Linked DNA regions of Mus musculus: region 1 is linked to region 2. The links are chromatin contacts, called in public ChIA-PET maps. All regions are on one chromosome and are shown on one strand. Each heading gives the region's core, a stretch centred on a gene start, on an enhancer-like site or on the middle of the called end of the contact. The rest is flanking DNA. Distances are from core to core; before and after follow the strand shown. Region 1 overlaps Lmtk3 (lemur tyrosine kinase 3). Region 2 overlaps Nosip (nitric oxide synthase interacting protein).

Region 1 (2,700 bases), core at 103-2,602, 730 kb before region 2:
CTCGGGGGTGCCCTGGACGCTCAACTCGTTGGTTGGAGTCTCCTGTGAAAACAAGAGAAAAAGAATAGGAAACGTATTGTCACACCCAACCACGGCATCTCAATAATTAAATAAAACCCAACGATATTGCTGGGGCTTTCAGTACCCCATTTTGTAATTGCTGATGTATTGTATGGAGAAGTTAATGGAACTTTCATCTGCCTTCAAAAGTTCCTACAAGCTCTAATCTCACCCTGGTCTTTGTTCCTTACCTAACTATAAAGCCCCACCCAGCTCAGGAATTCCTAAATTCAGCGAGCAAGACGCTGTTCTAAACCCCGCAGCACCACCTCCAAGATCTTGGCGGCAGAGATCCAAACCTATGTCTTGGAGCTAACAGCCTGGTCCTGTAGCCTCCCAACCTCTAACTCCAGCCACGCACCAAGGGACAATTATCCCAGTCCCACTCAAACTCTCAAAGTCCCACCTTGAGTCTGGCAAGGTGGGGACCCCCTTAATTCCAGCGCTCAGGAGACAGGGTCAGGTGGGTCTCTTAAGTTTGAGACCAGCCTGGTGTACAAAGTGAGTTCCAGGACAGTTAGGGTTATACAGAGAAACCAAGATGCACATGGGTCTCCGAGTTCTAGGCCACCCTTCTCTACAAAGTTCCAGGACAGCCAGAGCTATACAAAGAAATCCTGTCTCAAACAAACAAACAAAATTGAAAAGTCCCATTTGGGCCAGGCAGTGGTAGCGCACGCCTTTAATCCCAGCATTTGGGAGGCAGAGGCAGGCGGATTTCTGAGTTCGAGGCCAGCCTGGTCTACAAAGTGAGTTCCAGGATAGCCAGGGCTATACAGAGAAACCCTGTCTCAAAAAAAAAAAAAAAAAAAAAGTCCCATCCCATTTTGGAATCCTTTGGTCTCATGACTCTGAACACTGCACCTGACCCTGTTTTCAACTATCTCACAACCTGGCCTCAAACAGTCTCACCCCAGGTTTACATAGCAAGGCTCAGGCAATAAACCTCTTTTTTTTTTTTTAAATATGGGGATTTCAGGTCCAGATGACTTTGGTAAGTTGATTATTTGTCTGTTTGAGACAGAGTTTCGGTATGTAGCTCTAGCTGCCCTGAACTATTCAGATTACATTAATTATAGATTGTCTCGACTCTGCCTCCTGAGAGCAAAGATTACTGATCTAGGCGACCAAGCCAAACTCACTCCATATTAAAGCTCCACGTGATGAGATCCGCCCCACTTAAAGCCCAGCCCCGGGAGGCTGGAGATGCTTAGAGGCTAAGGTGTAGGCCTTTTCCTGCCTACCAGAGTTTGCTGCCCAGCACCCACATCAAACACCTCCCTCCACCCACTGACAGGGCCACGCAAAGCTTTTGAAGCTTATTGGGGACACCCCCACTCAAGAATATACATAGGCACATATTAGAGTCAACTCCACAAGATTGTTGTCGATAAAACCAGGCCCCAAAGCACTAGGTTTCGCCCTCAGCAGACCCAGGCTCTGCAACCATTCTCTTGAGTAGTCTCTAATTTTATTCCTAGCCTGTCTAGGCTTCTTCTACCTGACAGCCTTCTAAACCCACCAACACTCCTCGGGTCTCTCCTTGATTTCCCGGCCCTTTCGTAGCAAAAGCCCCTATCCCATTCCTGGTTCTACTCCTGCTATGCCCGTTCACCCCGTCCAGTGCCCCCCACCCCCACCCCGGCCGCTGCCCCAGGCCCCGCCCACTTGCCGCCACTTCCTTCCAGGCTCCACCCACTGAGCCGGCTACCCAGGGCACTAGAACACGTAAATCCCTCTGGGCCCGCCCCCTTCACCTGGACCACCCGGAGGTCCATCTCCCTGCAGTCCGGGTGCTACGTGCACTAAGTGTAGCCCCCTCACCTGGTCGAAGAGGTAGACGGTCACGTCCCCGTGGAAGGAGACCATCTTGCGCTTCCTCTCCAGCTCGCTGTCCTCTGGCTCGTCGGCCGCGCGTGGAGACTTGAGCAGCCCCCGCAGCGGGCGGACCGTGTCCCCGTCGGCGCTGCTCACCACGACGGGCACTGGGGCTTCCCGCGTCCTCCCGGGATCCCGAGAGCCCGCTGCCTCCTCGTCCTCCTCGTCCTCGTCCTCGTCCTCCCCGTCCTCCTCCGCTGGCCCCGGCGCCCCCGCCCCGCCGGCCTCCCCGCCAGCTGCCCCTGCGTCCGCGCCCTCCCAAGGTGGCCGCCGCGGGCCCGGGCCCGGGAACGGCGTGAGCGTGAGCGGTGGGAGCGCCAGCGAGAGCCGGGAGAGTTTGGCTGCAAGGGGAGAAGACAGGTGAGCTCCAGCCCCGCACACAGCCTGACACAGAGTCAGGCTCTGCCCACAGCTGTATGCTGGGGGGCTCCTGAGGCCTTTCTGTGCGCACAGTGGGAGAGACCCCTCCCCACTGCAATGCATGCTCTCAGCACCCAGAGCAACAAGCTTCTTCCACAGCACCGCGCCCCGCTGTTCTCTCCATTCTGAGCCCGCCGCATTCAGGACTCTCTATTTTTGCCCCCTAACTCAACATTTATATATGCCATTCCCTCTGCCTGGAACCGAGTCCTTCACGTTCTCCAGCTCGGGGGGTGGGGGGAGCCCCAAATCTGAGCCACCTCTAAGAGCCAGTCACACACGCTCTGGCCACACCCCTCCTGCCAAGGGCAGCAGCAGTTCAGCCCTGGTCAGTGTGCCTGG
Region 2 (2,700 bases), core at 126-2,625:
TGGATCTGTCTGTCTGTCTGTCTGTCTGTCTGTCTGTCTCTCTCTCTCACACACACACACACACAAATGTAATAAACTGCTTATTTAAAAAGAAACAGGGGGTTGGAGAGATGGCTCAGCAATTAAGAGCACTGACTGCTCTTCCAGCAGTCACTGCTCTTCCAGCTACAGTGTACTTACGTATAATAAATAAATAAATCTTAATAAATAAATAAAACCTAGTATCATGTTCTTATTAAAAAAAAAAAAAGAAAAAAAGAAAAAGAAAAGAAAAGAAACAAAGGCAGGCCTGGTACTTAGTGTCCTGGCCTAAGTAACTTAGTGAGACATCACAAACTCGAGCCGAGAGCTGAGGCAGAGCTCTTGCACTAACAGAGCACTTGCCTAGCACACAAGGCCTGGTCAACCACGACACTGCAAGGAAACCAAGCACACAGAAACCAAACCCATAAGGTCTGAGAATGAGGCTTTCTGCAGTGCGCAAGCGGTAGGCAGGGCCCAAAGGGGTGGAATCCTCTCTCCCTCCCTCTATCTGAGTGTGCTGACAGATGAAAAGTTGGAAGCCCTGGGCCAGTTACACTCTGTTGCTCCCTGTGTGTGCGCCAGGAAGAGATGAACTAGGGACCCTAGATGTGGTGGCCCACACCTGCAATCCCAGGACACAGAAGCCTGAGGCAGGAGGTTCTATATTGGGTTCTAGATCAGTAAGAACTGAGAAAGACCCTGTCTCAGAAAACCCAAAGGTGGGCCCGTGAGATGGCTCAGGGTGAAGATGCTTGCTTGCCTTACAAACCCTATAACCTGAGTTCAATCTCCTGTGCCATGGAAGAATTGTCCGCTCTCTACATGTATGCTGCAGGGGTCTGACTGCAAGGACCAATCAGTCAATAGTGCTACACCCAATGGTTTCCGCAACAGGTCTCAAAAAGGCTAGGCTGGCCTCTTAAGCTTATCCTCTCAAGGAGGATAGCCTTGAACGTCTTATCCTCCTGCATCCACCTCTGGAGTCCTAGACAAGACAGGTGGGTAGCACCAAGCCCGGTGTATTTAACTTTGGAGCCAACTGGAGAGATGGCTCAGTGATTAAGAGCACTGACTGCTCTTCCAGAGGTCCTGAGTTCAATCCCCAGCAACCACATGGTGGCTCATAACCATCTGCATTGGGATCTGATGCCCTCTTCTGGTGTGCATGAAGACAGTAACAGTATATTCACATGCATAAAAATAAATAAATCTTTAAAAAAAAAGATTTATTTTGATGTGCGTGGGAGTTTTGCCTGCATGTATGTTTGTGCCCCTCATGTGTGTCTGGTGCCTGCAGAGGCCAGGTCCCCTGGAACTGCAGTTACAGACAGTTTTTCTTCACACCTTCACCACAGGGTTTCCTGTGACTGTCACCAAGCAAGGACCAGCTGAGCTAGCCACCTCCAGCTGAGAAATGTCAGCTCTAGACAGAAAGAGAAGACAATCTAACCAATAGAAGACCACAGCCTCTTATCAAAGCACCCGGTGCATTTCAGGCCAGCTAGGACTACAGCTGTGCCTGCATGGATGTCTATACACAACATGTGTGCCTGGTGCCAAGGAGGCCAGAGGATGGGGGTGAGGGTATTGGATCCCCTGGAATCGCAGTTACAGACATTGAGAGCTGCCATGTGGGTGTTGGGAATTGAACCCCAGTCCTCTGAAAGAGAACCGGAGGAGTCCTCTTCATCCCCACACTTGTTGCTTCTACAGAGGACCTGGACTCAACTTCCAGCACTGACATGGTGGCTCACAACCATCTATAACTCTAATTCCAGGGTATGCAATGCCCTCTCTGACCTCCAGAGACATTAAGTACATGAGCTCTAGAGACCACACACACACACACACACACACACACACACACACCACCTCTGCAAAACACTCATAATCTTTACATAGAGAGGTTTTGGCCAGCCATGGCTACATGGTAAAACAGTCTCAACAAAGAAACAAACAACGGAAGGGAGTGACTCAGGGCCTAAAGGGGCTTGCCATAAAGCTTGACGACCTAAGATCCATACCAGGTACCCACATGGTGGAAGAAGAGAAGGAGATTCTTGAAAGCTGACCTCTACTGGAATTGGAATGGTGACCACCAGGCCTGGCCCTAATTTTGAAATTCTGCATACTTAGGCAACCACAGGGGCTGTGGAACAATGTGTGTCATGGCTCCACAGACAAGTGACCCACAGGTGGAGAAGAGCTGTTCCACTTCCATGTGTGGGTGAGTGTGGTTCCCTACAGGGAGGGGAATGGGGCTATCTCAGGCAAACACTGTCTCCAGGCTCTGACTCCCTTAGCTCTTCTTTTAAGTCAAGATGAAGTTCCCGTTTCACGGGCATGGAAAGGAACTTGCATCTTCAAAACAAGCATTATAGCACAGTGGTACACAGAATTCTAGCAGAGCACAACAAGAAATAAAAATTCAGATCTGGAGGCTGGAAAAATAATGGCTCGGCTCAGCAGTTAAGAGCACTGGCTGCTCTTCCAGAGGACCTGCTGACCAGGGTTCAATTCCCAGTACCCACGTGAGAGCTCACAACTGTCTGTAACTCCAGTTTCAGGGGATCTGGTACCCTCATACAGATATACACACAGGAAACACAAATGCACATAAAAAATAAATCTTTAAAAAAAAAAATCAAGATCTGGTGTCTTGTGTCTGTCACCCCA

Evidence for each region. ChIA-PET counts read pairs in DNA pulled down with a chosen protein or histone mark.
Region 1: a contact with region 2 is called in an RNA polymerase II ChIA-PET map of effector CD8 T cells, with 6 read pairs. The contact joins two enhancer-like sites. A contact is called at or near these places in 3 of 39 promoter capture datasets (liver and pre-B cells) and 2 of 115 datasets of contacts at active chromatin or transcription factors (effector CD8 T cells and pancreatic cancer cells).

What each region holds. Positions count from the first base shown.
Region 1 is chr7:45,797,778-45,800,477 of GRCm38.p6, reverse strand. Lmtk3 (lemur tyrosine kinase 3) reads right to left here. Exons shown (of 15, transcript NM_001290990.2): 12 at 1,885-2,279; 13 at 1-42. Among named protein-coding and RNA genes, the nearest start is that of Lmtk3, 14 kb to the right of the region's middle. Within about 2 kb of position 1,352, at least 130 of the 459 cell types and tissues checked have an H3K27ac peak or open chromatin away from gene starts, as enhancers often do. A contact at or near this core is called in effector CD8 T cells and pancreatic cancer cells, where this site is marked.
Region 2 is chr7:45,068,581-45,071,280 of GRCm38.p6, reverse strand. All of the region lies in intron 1 of Nosip (nitric oxide synthase interacting protein), which reads right to left. Among named protein-coding and RNA genes, the nearest start is that of Nosip, 7.5 kb to the right of the region's middle. Within about 2 kb of position 1,375, at least 45 of the 459 cell types and tissues checked have an H3K27ac peak or open chromatin away from gene starts, as enhancers often do. A contact at or near this core is called in effector CD8 T cells and pancreatic cancer cells, where this site is marked.